2 separate regions of the Mus musculus genome follow, and region 2 is linked to region 1. The links are chromatin contacts, called in public HiChIP or PLAC-seq maps. All regions are on one chromosome and are shown on one strand. The core of a region is the stretch at or near the end of the contact, and the rest is flanking DNA. Distances in the headings are between cores, read along the strand shown.

What was found. HiChIP or PLAC-seq counts read pairs in DNA pulled down with a chosen protein or histone mark.
Region 2: a FOXA1 HiChIP or PLAC-seq map of pancreatic cancer cells shows a contact between it and region 1. The contact joins two enhancer-like sites. A contact is called at or near these places in 1 of 484 Hi-C or Micro-C datasets (muscle stem cells), 1 of 115 datasets of contacts at active chromatin or transcription factors (pancreatic cancer cells) and 1 of 9 other capture datasets (liver).

What each region holds. Positions count from the first base shown.
Region 1 is chr3:65,295,908-65,302,464 of GRCm38.p6, reverse strand. It overlaps Kcnab1 (potassium voltage-gated channel, shaker-related subfamily, beta member 1), which reads right to left. Exons shown (of 14, transcript NM_010597.5): 4 at 4,717-4,796; 5 at 2,833-2,877; 6 at 273-317. It overlaps A330015K06Rik (RIKEN cDNA A330015K06 gene), which reads left to right. Exons shown (of 5, transcript NR_126080.1): 2 at 3,939-4,172. Among named protein-coding and RNA genes, the nearest start is that of A330015K06Rik, 3.5 kb to the left of the region's middle. Within about 2 kb of position 5,299, at least 43 of the 459 cell types and tissues checked have an H3K27ac peak or open chromatin away from gene starts, as enhancers often do. A contact at or near this core is called in muscle stem cells and pancreatic cancer cells, where this site is marked.
Region 2 is chr3:65,840,922-65,847,546 of GRCm38.p6, reverse strand. No RefSeq gene overlaps it. Among named protein-coding and RNA genes, the nearest start is that of Gm25755, 73 kb to the right of the region's middle. Within about 2 kb of position 3,041, at least 65 of the 459 cell types and tissues checked have an H3K27ac peak or open chromatin away from gene starts, as enhancers often do. A contact at or near this core is called in muscle stem cells and pancreatic cancer cells, where this site is marked.

The sequences.
Region 1 (6,557 bases), core at 4,050-6,549:
AATCTACACGAATCATTTAGTAACAAGGGGCCACCTGCCATGTACTAAATTTCTTTGGGAATACTCTACTAAAATGTAGCCCTAAGATAATTACTATTTCTTTAGCATTAGAAAAAAAAATAGGCCAATCAATTTTAATGAGTTAACTGTGAAGTAGTTGCTAAAAAAACAATCAATAAAACAAACAACAACAAAAACCAAAGGAAAAAAGCAGGAATTGCCAGTTATTTCCTATCTCACAGAAAATAAAAAATGAAAGGTATTTAACTTACTTTCCACCCCAGTAGAGTTTGGTTGTGATGACCAAGCTGGACCTCCTGTACATCAAATAGACACAGAAAAATAGTGAATAATTTGTGGGGTTTTGATGGACTGAATCATGTTATGATTATAGCACCAGAAGGATTTGTGACAGCACCTTACATTAACAAGAAGACAGAGATGGAGTTCTAAATTCACAGTACCAAAATGTAAGAACAAGGGAGACTGGAAAGTAGTGGCTTGAAGTCAGACACTAGAGAAGGCACTGAAGGAACTAAGTTTTGTAGGAGACCCTGAAGGAGGAGGGCTGCCCAGCCTGCTGGTAAATGGTGTTGCAGTGTGTACTGAGTGGGAGGTGATCTTGGAGGTCAGAAATGGTGCCTGCGAGAACATAGATGACTTACAGGATGAGTTGCTTTGGTAGCTCAAAAGAGCAGCCACTAATTAACACTTATTTAGAACCTGGCAGAATGTTGATCGCCTGTGAACCTTTCCTGGGAGGAAGCCTCTTCTCTGCCAAGGACCACGGGCCCAAGTGGCTCTGGGTTACACTCTTATGCAATCATCACATTCACAGGCAGTGAGAAGTGACTGACTGCATGGAAATGTGAATGATGAGATAAAGCCTCATAGTAAGTAAATGTTAAAATCCTCTACCAGAGGTCCTATCATGTTCCCTTAAAGGAATGGAATGTGGAAATCATGCCTGCAAACTTGTTATCCTCTCAAAAGCCCCACTCCAGGGCAGCAAGGGCAGAAAATGCAGCTTCTCCTGCTGTGATCATGAGGAGCCGTTCTTCGAGAACTACAGGAGTATAATTTAAACTTGTGAGGCAGAGAGAGCTCAGTACACTTCGATTTAGAATAAAATCTTTTGAGATTCAAAATTTAGGATTATTTGAAATACCAGGCATGTCTAACGATGTTGCCTGCAGAGGATGTGAGACCTCAAAGCTATAGGGGCATACACTAACTCTACAGGTGTAGTTAATGGTGACCTGTGGGGAATGATGGGTACAGTTCTGACAACTTGGTGGTCAAGCAAAAAGTTTATTGAAAATGTCAGCAACCCCACCCTACCAACTCCCTGAAAAGCAATTTGAGTTACAGATATGGAAGGCCCTGAACATCTCCAAAAGGGCTGTGTACTTTTCAGATTAGCACGTGAACCTTCTGCTAGCTATAGTGATAACAATCTGCAAAGGGGAGCCAGGTCTCCTTTAGCAAGCATTTTGTGCCTTCCAAAATATATCCAAAATAGCATAAAATATGAACTTGAACTCTTTTGGTTATCAGAGCAAATATTATTCTAAAGCTGTACATTCTATCCCAACATTGAAGTTAGACTCTATACAAAACTGTCTGCCCCAGAGGGTGTGCACATTAGCATCTATGTGCAAGTAGCAAGCAACTGTTCTGGGTGGGGACTGAAATGTGAATGTAACACAGTAAGACGAAGTCTCCCAGTGGCTTTGCTTTCCTCTCACTTGGTCAGCATGGCACCTCAGCAGCCATTTTACAGTTAGGGAAATCGAGGCTCAGGGAAGTGAAATTACATTCTCTGGACAATACAGTTAGCAAGTGACGGCTCGAGGACCAGAAACCAAGCCAGCTAGCTGAACCACTTTTATTAGCTCAATGCCAGGATTGCATGGTTTAATCTTCTCTTCTCACCAGTTTTCTCCTGGAGGCAATGTGAACCATATAAACTTTTCATAGCACAGTAGTAGCTTGAGCTGTTATTTGCTAGGCTGAAAGGTGGCTGGTGAAATATTCATAGTAGTCTGTCTCCCACAAGGTAGGTATGATGGGTTCTGTAATTAAGGAGGATGGGTCAATGCTTGCTAAGGGAAAACCACTGCTTCTCCTTACTCAGGCAAGGGACAGTCTTCATCTAGATGTGGATCTTACTCTGCTGTGTTGCATGACAGCCCCAAAATGCCACACAATCCTCAGGACCACTTGCTTTGGGTACAGAGTTGGTGGAAGGAATGGGTGAGCACATTCCTTGAGTTTTTTTTTCTGAACACTCAGAAGTCAGAGTGCCTAGCATTCAGGAAAGATGTTGTCAACTGTATCCAGATGAGAAAGCTCTAGGCAATTATGCCACGGGCTTTTTGTTTCATCTTTGTACAGAGAGTTGTTAATAAAATGAGTGGTGAACATAAATCTGTGTGTCTGGATAGTTTCCTGTAGCTTGCTTTCTTCACTAATTACAAGTACAGTTAAAACTATGAAAATGTCATGTCTGTTATGCACAAATAATCTCATGAACAGCTCCTTTTTCTCTACTCAACTACACCGTGATTCCCTGTAGTCAATGGCTATGTATATTTCGAAGTACAAATAATGACCTTTATGGCACTTATTTTCAAACTATTATAGATTATTTCTTTACCAAGTGTTGACTGTGTTTTGGACAGCCTTTTGTTCTAGTACCATGTGATTTAAATTTTATTTTATTTTATTTTATTTTATTTTATTTTATTTTATTTTATTTTGTTTTTGCTTTTCTGGTATAGATCAGTAAGACTTTAAAAGGCAAACTAGCAGTTATGGTAGATGTGGTACCTCCAGCCTTTCTTCTTGATGATGCTTCCCAGAATCACCTCAGCCCTGAAGGGGAAAATAGACAATGTCTTAGGATGCAGTGTCTCAGAAAAGCAAGAGTCAACCCAACACCAGAGCCATCCCATTTTTGAACTCTCAGTGCCTACAGATCCCCAAAATAGAAGCACGCTCAGCTGGTAGCACAGTCTCCACTGTTTCTGCTGGTGCCCGCAGAATCCTGCTCCCAGGCATCCCAGAAGCACCTGCCAAATGCTGGCACTGGCAGGAGACCTCCTGTGGTCCCGACATAAGAAACAGAGGAGTCATCTGGCAGCTTGGTCCCTCATAAAAATATCCCACTTGGTGGTGTTCAACGAGAGTCAGCACCACCTATTTCCATCTATTGTGCTGGAACAATTCAGTTGTGCCCAGAGGCTTCAGACTGTTTTAACAGAAAATACTAGTTTCCCAGTTGATCTTGGAAGAGAAGAAAGAATCTATATGTGTATTCAGATATCTCTAAGTTCAGTGTTGCAGTTATTGTGGTCCATAAGAGAATGTCCTAGGACTGAGTAATGTTTGTCATAGGACTAAGGTATAGGGAGACACTACAAAATATTTTTCCTGTTCCTAAGGCTGGGTTGTGGAATGGTGCACTGAAGACATCCTAAGAATATCCTCACTTCCACTTCCCCAGCAGACTCACCAAGATTGAGGAGACTAAAATGTTCTCCTATAACCCACCCAGTACGATGATCAGTGTAAGAAGCAGTTGGGCTGCCAGAGATTGGAGTAGGGAAGTCAATGCAGTTAGCATTTGGTTCATCAGTGAGCCAGATATGGACGCCATTGTTAGCTAGTATTTGATGTAAACCAAAGTTGTTTTATTTGCGTGCACAGCCTCCAAGGAATCATGATGCATGCTAGCTATGGCACATGCTCCAAATGAACAGACATGGGGTAGTACTGGAATCGTCTTCATTACTCCTTGTTTGTCTGTTGTTACGTGTGACCTTAAATATTGGGAGCCTATCTTAGTTACATAGTGGCCATCAATGAATAACGATTCAAATGGTTGTCCCTTACAGTAGGAGTTGCAATCACTATGTTCCTCTCCTCTGCTTTAGCCAATTCGGTATTGAGCAAGATACCTTGGACTGAGAAAATCTCCTGAGAAGAGGGCATGCAGAAAGGAGCAAGGCCGAACAACTTCGACTTTCCTTTCTTGGATTCATTACAAACAACATAGATGTGGATGCTCAAGTCCTCTGATGGTCCTTAAAAATAGGCAGGTCTTTGAAAAGGAATAACCAAAGTAAGAAGAAGCTCCAAGAATATTTGGAGCAATTACTATTGACTGGGTAAGCCTCAGCTCTACTGTAACTGGCCTGGGGGAGGCGGGCAGCTAGCTTGGTGTGTTCATATTCCATGTCTTCTGCCTTTGCTGGTGGAAGCTGGACACCCACGTTCATTCCAGGAGACCAGGGCTCCATATCGATTCTAAAATACACTAGTTATGTTATGTGACATGTGCTTGCTGATCCGGCCTAATAGAACATCAATTATGTGTTCTAACATAACAAGCCATGTTCAGACTGCCAAGTCGATGCTCAGGCCCAAAGGAAATCTCTAAAGTTACTCGTTACCTTCAGCAAGGTCTCTCTGTCGCTTACAGTCTTCAGAATAGGCTCTGAAGTGCCCTCTTAGAAAAGTTGTTAATTTCTTGGCATCATTAAGAAATCACAACTTTCATGAATATCAGTGTAGGGCGGAGGAAGAACATGCCTGCTGATATATGTACAAGAAGAGCAGTCCCTCCTTGCCAATGCCACAGCAATGTTTGAGCACACCCTCTTGCTTCCACCAATGATGCCATGTGAGAGCTAAAAACTTGTTCTGACTTACTTCCCAGCAGCATAGACCTCAGCTGTGTCGAAGAGATTAACTCCACTTTCGTAGGCAATTGTCATCAGCCGTTCAGCAACCTGCAAGAGGATGCAAGGGTCAGTCAGAAATGCCAGGCATTCTTCCTAGCTGGGAAGCAATGTTAAATCCTTTATCCACCGTTCACTCTGAGATCCTATGAACCACTTGTGTTTTTCTCAGCTGTAGTGAGTGACAAGAGAAAGAGAAGTATAAGGCAGGTGATTCTCCTACCCTCAGACACTGGGTAGGCTGTAATCTCACTCTTGGAGGGGTGTGTTTTGTTGCCCACGGAGCACTGAGGGGTTCAGATCTGTGTTTTCCACCCTGCTGGGAAGACCTTGTATGAGAACACCCTCCGTGACATCTAATCTTGCTGACAAAGAGGGTCATCTGTATCAAAGCTGACTCCAACCCTCAAGCCCTTTCTGCAAGTCAATAGCTTCTGGCAGTTGGATGACTCCTGACCTAAAAGCTTGTGACTTTGCTCAAGGCCTGGCCAACTGTGCTGATGAATCACAGGCCAGACAATCATGACTGTTGTTAAAGCTCCTGCCACCCACAGTTCAGTGGAACAATAAGCATCATCTTGGTGCTGCTGCTGAGTCAACACAGGGGAGGGAGCAAGCTCCTCTGGACTCAGGCCGGAATGGGTCAGGGCTCCGTGTTCCATCCTCCTTGCTGCTCAGGGCAAGTAAGAGCGTGCCAGGAGAGGAGAGGGCTACCTGCAACAATCAGCCTAAGGTGGAGCTGTAGGAGGATGCTGGAAAACGGCAGTGGAGGAATCTTTCTCCACTTTGCTGATTAATTTGCTAGATGTTTGAACATTTTTTTTCCACTTCTCACATAATAACAATTGATTTTCCATTATGTTCTTTGGTGGTGGACTAAAGTTGCTTCACCAGCGTTTCTAATATAGACTGTTTCTGGTGTTTTAAAAATTAGCCTCTCAAGACCATGGGTAGGCTAGTGTGCATATCCACTAGCATTACCCACAAGGAAGCAGTTACTGATTTTTAATTTGATAAGATTAAGACATTATTTTAAAGCAAAGTTGAAAAGTAAAGCAAATATAGGTTTCCTCATTCTGACTGTCCTGTTTTAGATGACGGCAAAAAATTATTGTGGTATGTCTTACAGCATATTGGTGGGTTATTTATTAGGAAATGTAACAATTACATCTTAGCTACAGAGAAGTTTTGAAATGGAGTACCTGAGAATAGACACCCTTCCCAGTCACAGGGTCTGAAGACCTTATGTGGAATAATGGGAAAAACATTGAAGTCTAAAGACTGGATTTAGGCCTTGATATAGTTTTAATCTGAAATGTCTTTCAAGTCCCCTGCATTTGGTCCCTGATCTATAGCATCTTTTGGAGATGGAAGACTCCTTAGGAGGTGTGGCCTAGTGGTAGAAAGCTAAGTCACTAGGCTCCTGCCTGTCTTTACTTCCTGGAGCTTGCAGTTCTCCAGCACGAAGAACATTATGGCCATTTTTACCTGCTTGGAGCTGAGAACTCCTGGAAGACCAAGAGAAAGCTGAAAGATCAGGGAAGTAAACTCATTGTTATTGGCTTACAGTTTTAGCCCCCAGAAAAGAGGTGAGATTGAGCCATTCAGTTGTGAGTGTGATTGGGTTTGGCTAGTCGTCCTTGTTCCTCCTTGTGGACAGCTCTGCAGGACCCTTCCCACAGCTGCTCTCCAGAAGGACTCTAGCTGTTGGATGTACGTCTGTGTTAGTGTCTCTGCAAATGTTCATGACAACTTTATTGTGCAATTTTGAGAGCTGGAATTTTGAAATGGCTCATCACAGAGGTCAGTCCT
Region 2 (6,625 bases), core at 1,792-4,291, 550 kb before region 1:
GTTCCTCTTTCCCAGCCCTGTTGACTTGAGAGCACTCTCCTGTCTGCCCCCATTGTCCACACTTGGATCTCTCCTCTGCTGACTCTAAGCTTCTGCAATACGGAGCCATTACTAAAGGCCATCTACCCCCCATAAGCCCTTACAGCTGGATAGTCAATACAGTTGTATGAGTTTTAAGTGAGTTGGAAAAAGCTGGCATTCCTCCATAGCCTGCCCCCATGCAGACATGTATAGCAACACCACAGATTTCTTGGCTGCTGTGCAGAAGCTGGGGGGACCTTAAGTGGTACACTTCACTGTTTCTCAGCCTTGGCACCCTGACTTCTGGCCTAGGCGATTCTTGGCTATTCTGTGCTTTGTTAAGATGTTTAACAGCATCCCTGACCTCTCCCCAAAATATGTCAGTAGCACCTTCTCCTCCCAAGAATCTAGCTGCAGACATTGCTAATCTCCTCCAGGGGTAGAACTGCCCCTGGCTGAGAGCCAATGATGAAGGAGCATACGAGGACTGAGACTTTGCCCAGTGAAGGTTCCATAAAATTTCCCCTTACACAATGCATTTTAATATAATATAAAGCAGTAACTCACACCTCGCCAAATATTTCACCAAAAATATTTGCCTCCTGTCAAATGCTATTAGGTTGAAAGGGAATGGGGGCAAAGGGAACAGGGTAAGGTCTTACACCCTTTGAAATAAGAATATCTTGTTTGGGAAACTGTAATCTTGAGGTTAACACTAATAAGTGTCTGGGGTCATACCAGGAAAACCACAGGAAAGAAAATAAAGAAGAAGCCGATATGAAAGACATATATTTTAGATAAACCATGGTGTTGTGTGCATTTGAGTCATATTTATATCAGAAACACTTTTCCTGCACCATTTGAGAAACTTCTCCATACCCTTCAAACCAGGACCTTTGGCTCACAAAGCTCTTTTTCCTCTGACTTATTCCTCGGGGCCTCACTGCTGGTGAACTGTACCAGTAGGACTAGGAACGTTTGCCTCCAGAGCACAGAACCTTTACTAACTTTCATGATAGAAAAAATATATATTTAAATAGTGTAATAACACATTTGAGACACCAGGAAGGCAGTAGGATTGGGCTTAATGGGATTAGGGTATGGAGGATGGTGGTACAGGAACCACTCACTCAGGAAAACGCATGGAAGGTGCATTCCTAGGATGCTGTGAGCCCTGGTGCTGTGGCATTCCCTGATACAAATGGTTCTGGTGTGCAGGGAGGTAATTCCCAGTGTCATTACCCAGGTCTCCTTGGCTGAAGCCATCTGTCAGCCACAGAGCATCCTACTAGCAGACAGAGTTGTGATGAAACACATTTGTTCAAACATGGGAAATGGTGTTTGAAAAAAGCCACCTTCCTCAATTTCCTTTGACGCTATTATCCTTTGTCATGTCAGAGAGCTGAGCCCAAGGATGGCCAAGAGGCAGTGGTAAACTCACAGTCCAGGGTCTGGGGGAACCATGGGATTGGTAGTTGTCCCCTTCCCTCCTGCCCCTGCAGTGAGGCAATAAAAGATGGATCTCTGAGGCAGTGACTGAGGCATTGTGCATTAACAGCTACATGGAGATTTTCATTTCAAATCTCATGTATTGACAGTTGAAACTGGAGCTGTTACATAAAGCATCACTCAATGTCTTTCAGAGACTCTTTCTCAACACATCATTCACATGCTAGAACACAGAGAGGCCTTTAGATCCATGGGGAAAGTTGAGTAAAGGGTCCAGGATTTGTGTGGAACACATTATGTCAAGACATGAGAATGACAGTCATGGCTGCTGACAGAGAAAGCTTGCTTGCCCAACAGTGACCCAGTATGGCTGCACCCTCATGGACCAGCTGGCAGTACAGACAGATTTGGGGAGACAGCTGGGGACTACTCATGAGAAAGTCAAAGATTTGCAACAACAAGGAGGTTGTTGTTCTTACATGTGTCTCTCTAACCCTAGGTAAGGTACCTTGCTTCAGGAGGCGAAGTGGGACTCTGTAGGTTGGTTTAGTCAGACAGGAGCTATCATCACATGGGCAAGAACGCCAAGAATGCCAGTCTCTGCTCTGACACGCAGACCCTGTTGGAAGAAGTACTTCCCGTGTTGGCTTTGTTCTTCTAAACACAAGTCCACAAAACAGGCTTCAGAGGAGACTTGGAACCTGGCCAGAAGCCACTTCAGGCAAGTCACAGACAGCGGTGAGTCCCACTCACCAGCCCTTGTTTTTCCCATGGGTCACAATACAATGACCTCACAGAACAGTTGGAAGAATGAGTTTAAACAGGGGTCATTAGGTTGGAGTTACTGTCTGAACAGGCTTCAAGAGGGTCTGCGAAGCCTGGCATTTTCATGAAGCACTTGTACATATTTACATGTGTCCTCTTGAGGAGGGCCTAGGCCCTGCCTTCTACTGCAATTTCAAAGAACGTTGGCACTTTCACAAGGTTAAGAATCACTGCTTGGGAACCGTGTGGATGTGTGACTGCAAGCATCCAGTTAAACTATGGCCAGCAAGAACTTTGGAAGTCAAAGGAACACAGAGGAGCATTTGCTGCGTGAGACTCACAGGGGAAAAAAAAGTAGAAAATGTGACTTTTGACCCTCTGTAGCAAACAGCACCTTTTGGACATGACCTTAAATGAAGTCAGTGGTTGAAACTGAGAGGATAAACAGCATATCTGACTGGTCAGAAGACGTTAAAAGCCTTGTAAATGCAGGTGGTAGAAGCAGACTGTTGGCTGCAGTGGTCGGAAGGTGTGTGCAGTGTGTGGGAAAGATGTTCAAAGGGAGGGAAGGATGGACAGGGGCAAGAACTTTCCTGCTTGGTCTACACCCCCACCCCACCCCCGAGGATGCTGGAGGAAGCTGAGCTCAGGAGCAGACCTTCAGTCATGGTCCATCCCGAATGTAGTTTCACATGTGCATGAACTGTTTTTGGTTCTTTAGCCTCTGCGCCACAGGCGAGGCTGAGGGGCTTGTGACTCACTGTGGGTAGAAAGGGATGACTTCCAGTGACTAACGTCTTTAGGCAGGAGGCTCTTCATTCTTGCTGTGAGACTCATAGGGCCTCTCCCACTTCCATCGCCGAAGTCCTCCAGGCGGGCCTCCTGCGACCACACCCCAAAATCTACTTACAGAAGACTAAGCAAAGCAGTTGGAAAGCAAGAAACAAATTTTGGAGAAAAAATGAGTCCATTGGAAGAGAACTTTGCTGACGCCTTTATATGTCTCTGATGATATGGGTGGGGCCGCTGTAATCCTTGCTGTGGAGATGACTCCCTGAGCTCTGCCTGGAGTTTGGCTCCACTGACTGATAAGGCTACCGGTCCCTGGATGGATCAAGGACATTTAAATAAATGCTGTCTCTTCAGAGATAATTTCTTAAGTTTGTGATTCCTAAATTTTATAGAGATACATAATGTCCATGCTGAAGGAAGGCATAGAGGAAATATTCTGGTCCTGTATCCGGCCTCTGATACTTCAAGCACATGTATCCTGCAACATCTTCCCTTTGCTGTCAGCTGGTCTTCTCATATCATCTGTCAAATCAGCCTTCTCCACCACCCTCCTATCCTTCACTTCCACCACACCTAGGGAGAACCATTATGGGGTCTAATTCATTGTATCACCAATGCATGCTGTACAGGAATCAATCAACTCCTGTTTCTACTTAACACACCACATCTATATGATCAGCGACCTCCCTGTATGAAGCATACTGATGTTAAACAACTCTTGATGTAAAATCCTTTCTGAACAGTATTTGTGCTGCAGCTGGTAAGAATTTCTTTTCAGTCTGCGAGAAGCTTCATCCACACTCAGCACTATAAAGCCCTCATGCTTTTTATCTTTCTTGAATTGTCCATAGGTATAGGGATACAGTTCACCAACAGTCCCTGCTAAAGTCAAATATCCTCTCTGATGCTATCTTTCACAAGACAACAATCCATTTACAGGAGAGAAAAACAACTCCCAGGACCAGAGATCCTCCAGCTAGAGAGAACAGACCCAACTTTTGCTTTCTTCATTAGTTTTAGTATGCTTTTTTCCCCTCTGCTGCTTCACTTCAGAAAAGACAGATAATCACCACCTTTATGAGTCAGAATCATAGCTCAGCACCTGCTAGGAAATTGAAAAATATTTCCCCATGTCACATTACAGAGTGACACTCATTGTCTTCACACGGCTGCTGGCATTCACGAGTTTGCCAAAGTGACTGCACTGGAGGCTCTGAAAGCCAGAGCGATAATGAAAAACAATGACTGAAGACATTGCCAAATGCCAGCACATAAAGATAGTAACATGAACTTGATAAACTCGGGCTTTCATTCCTTTTAAATTGTGCAGAGGTTAATAAAGGAGATTCTGTTTATCTCCAGCACAACAAAGTAACAGATGCAGGAAGTTCTGAGTGGTTTTCTTGTTTGTTTTGTCTTGTTTTTTTTAAATGCAGTCATTTCACTATTGGGCACAGAGTTCACTCCAGTCTGTGCTCATAAAGGAGAATCAATATGCTCAGTATCACAGGCCTAAGCTTAAAAGGGAAACTCATGTCCTGATGCAACAGCATTCAGCATGTGAAAAGGTAGGGACTGACAATAGAGCTTCTTGCCCAATTGCCACGTAAAGTAATAAAGATCAAAATATTACTGATCTACAGATGGCAAGTGAATGCTTGATATCTCTCCAAGCCAAGCAAAAGATGCATCAACGTTTTCAGTGATCTCTGCTGCATCTACACTGTAGCTTCAAGTGTGTTTCTGTTCAAGAACAATGTCCAGCTTCTCGGAAATGGGAAACACGGGTGCTGCAATACTTCAAGGACAGTCACATTGAAATACCCAGCCCAGCTGGCTGGTTCAATTCCAAGGCTGTGGTGTGGTCTCTGAAGATAGAAAAAGGGCAGTTCATGCCTTAGGTTATGGCGCTAGGAGGTGACTTTGTAGTTTAGAGGACCTGGCTTTCCTTTTGGGTAGGTGGTGATGGTTATATCCCTTGTCAGTTTTCATTATTTTTTTTCTTTATTGTCCCCAATGTGGGGATTGACAGAGCATATGTACACCCATTGAACATACCCATAACCGTATACTGCTTTGTTTGCTTTTATTTTTAAAGTATATATATATATATATATATATATATATATATATATATATATATACACATATATATATTTAAAGTATATACATATATATTCATATATATATATTTAAAGTATATACATATATATATTCTTTAAAATTGTGTGTGTGTGTGTGTGCGCGCGAGCGGAGGTTAGGAGAGGGTGTTAGATACCCTTGAACTGGCATTACAAGTGATTGTGAGCTACTTGATGTGGGTGCTGGGAGCTGAATTCAGGCCTTCGGGAGGAGCAGAAAGATCTTAACCACTGAGCCCTCTCTCCAGCTTTTTTTTTTTTTTTTTGACAGACTCACACACGTAGATAATGAACTGGGCCTTATTTCTTTCTCTTGCTGAAACCATCTTCCCGACAGGTTCCCTTCTGCTTTACTTCTTCCTGTGTGACTCTCAGTGTTTAAATAGGGCTGCCCGAATGAGAGTGGATGCGAGCTTTTGTTTAGTTTTTCACTCTGGGGAACTATCAGTGGTTTTAACACTAAAGTGACATGCCTTCCGGTCTCCATTAACTGTGAATTGTCTCGCAGGACAATTGTTTCCCCTCCCTTCATGAGCTGAGGAACCTGATGTTGTACAGGTCTGCTGAGTTTGTGAGCGCATTAGCCATGGCCCTGGCGTGTTCACAAGACTGCATCAGTCCTTCCCAACCTGGGACTCTCACAATCTTTCCACGCTCTTCTACAATGGTCCCTAAGCCTTGGAGGAGAGTGTGATAGGCAACATAGATGTCCCATTTAGGGGCAAGCACTCCATTTTCTGCACTTTCCCCAACAGTTTGTTTTTTTATTTTTTTAAATAGACAATCCACTGCAAAAAGGAGCAAAGAAGCGTCTTTGATTAAAGCTGAGCGTTTCACTAATCTATTATGAACATAAAGGTGACTAGGTAGAAGGTATTTGCAGTTAGCAAAGCACTAGTTAGTAGATTCTTCCCTGGAGCCTGTGACCATACCAACCTTAGGTCACAGTTTCAAGCTGGTGATAAGCCAAGGCTTATAGCTCCCAGCATTCGTTCCCTTTTGTGGAAGGGCTTAGATCCAATTAGGAAGAGACTGGTTGCTACATACTGCTTGCGCCAACGGGTGTGGGTGTGCCTTTCCAGGCTACTCATCACTGTAACTCACAGCTAGGCGAGGCAGTTCATGGGCATCTCCTGTGGCAGCCTCCGTAGCATTCACCGTATGATACCTATCTAGATGGGAGATAGCATCCAATTCAGTTCCAGCGTGGTTTCTCCATATCCCGTGACTGTGTGTGGTGTCTTCCACAGCAAAGTCTTACCACCAGGTTTTGGCAGACAACTGAGAACAATGGTACTTGTTGGAGGCCCTCTGGGACCTCTTTGACAACTCGGGGGGTGGGGGGCGGAGTATTGCTCACCCGGCACTGAGAATTTTGCTGAAAACCTCATGGCTTCTCGAAGAGGCATTATCCCCATGTGAGCGCTGTGTAGAAAGACATATGAAATACAGTACCT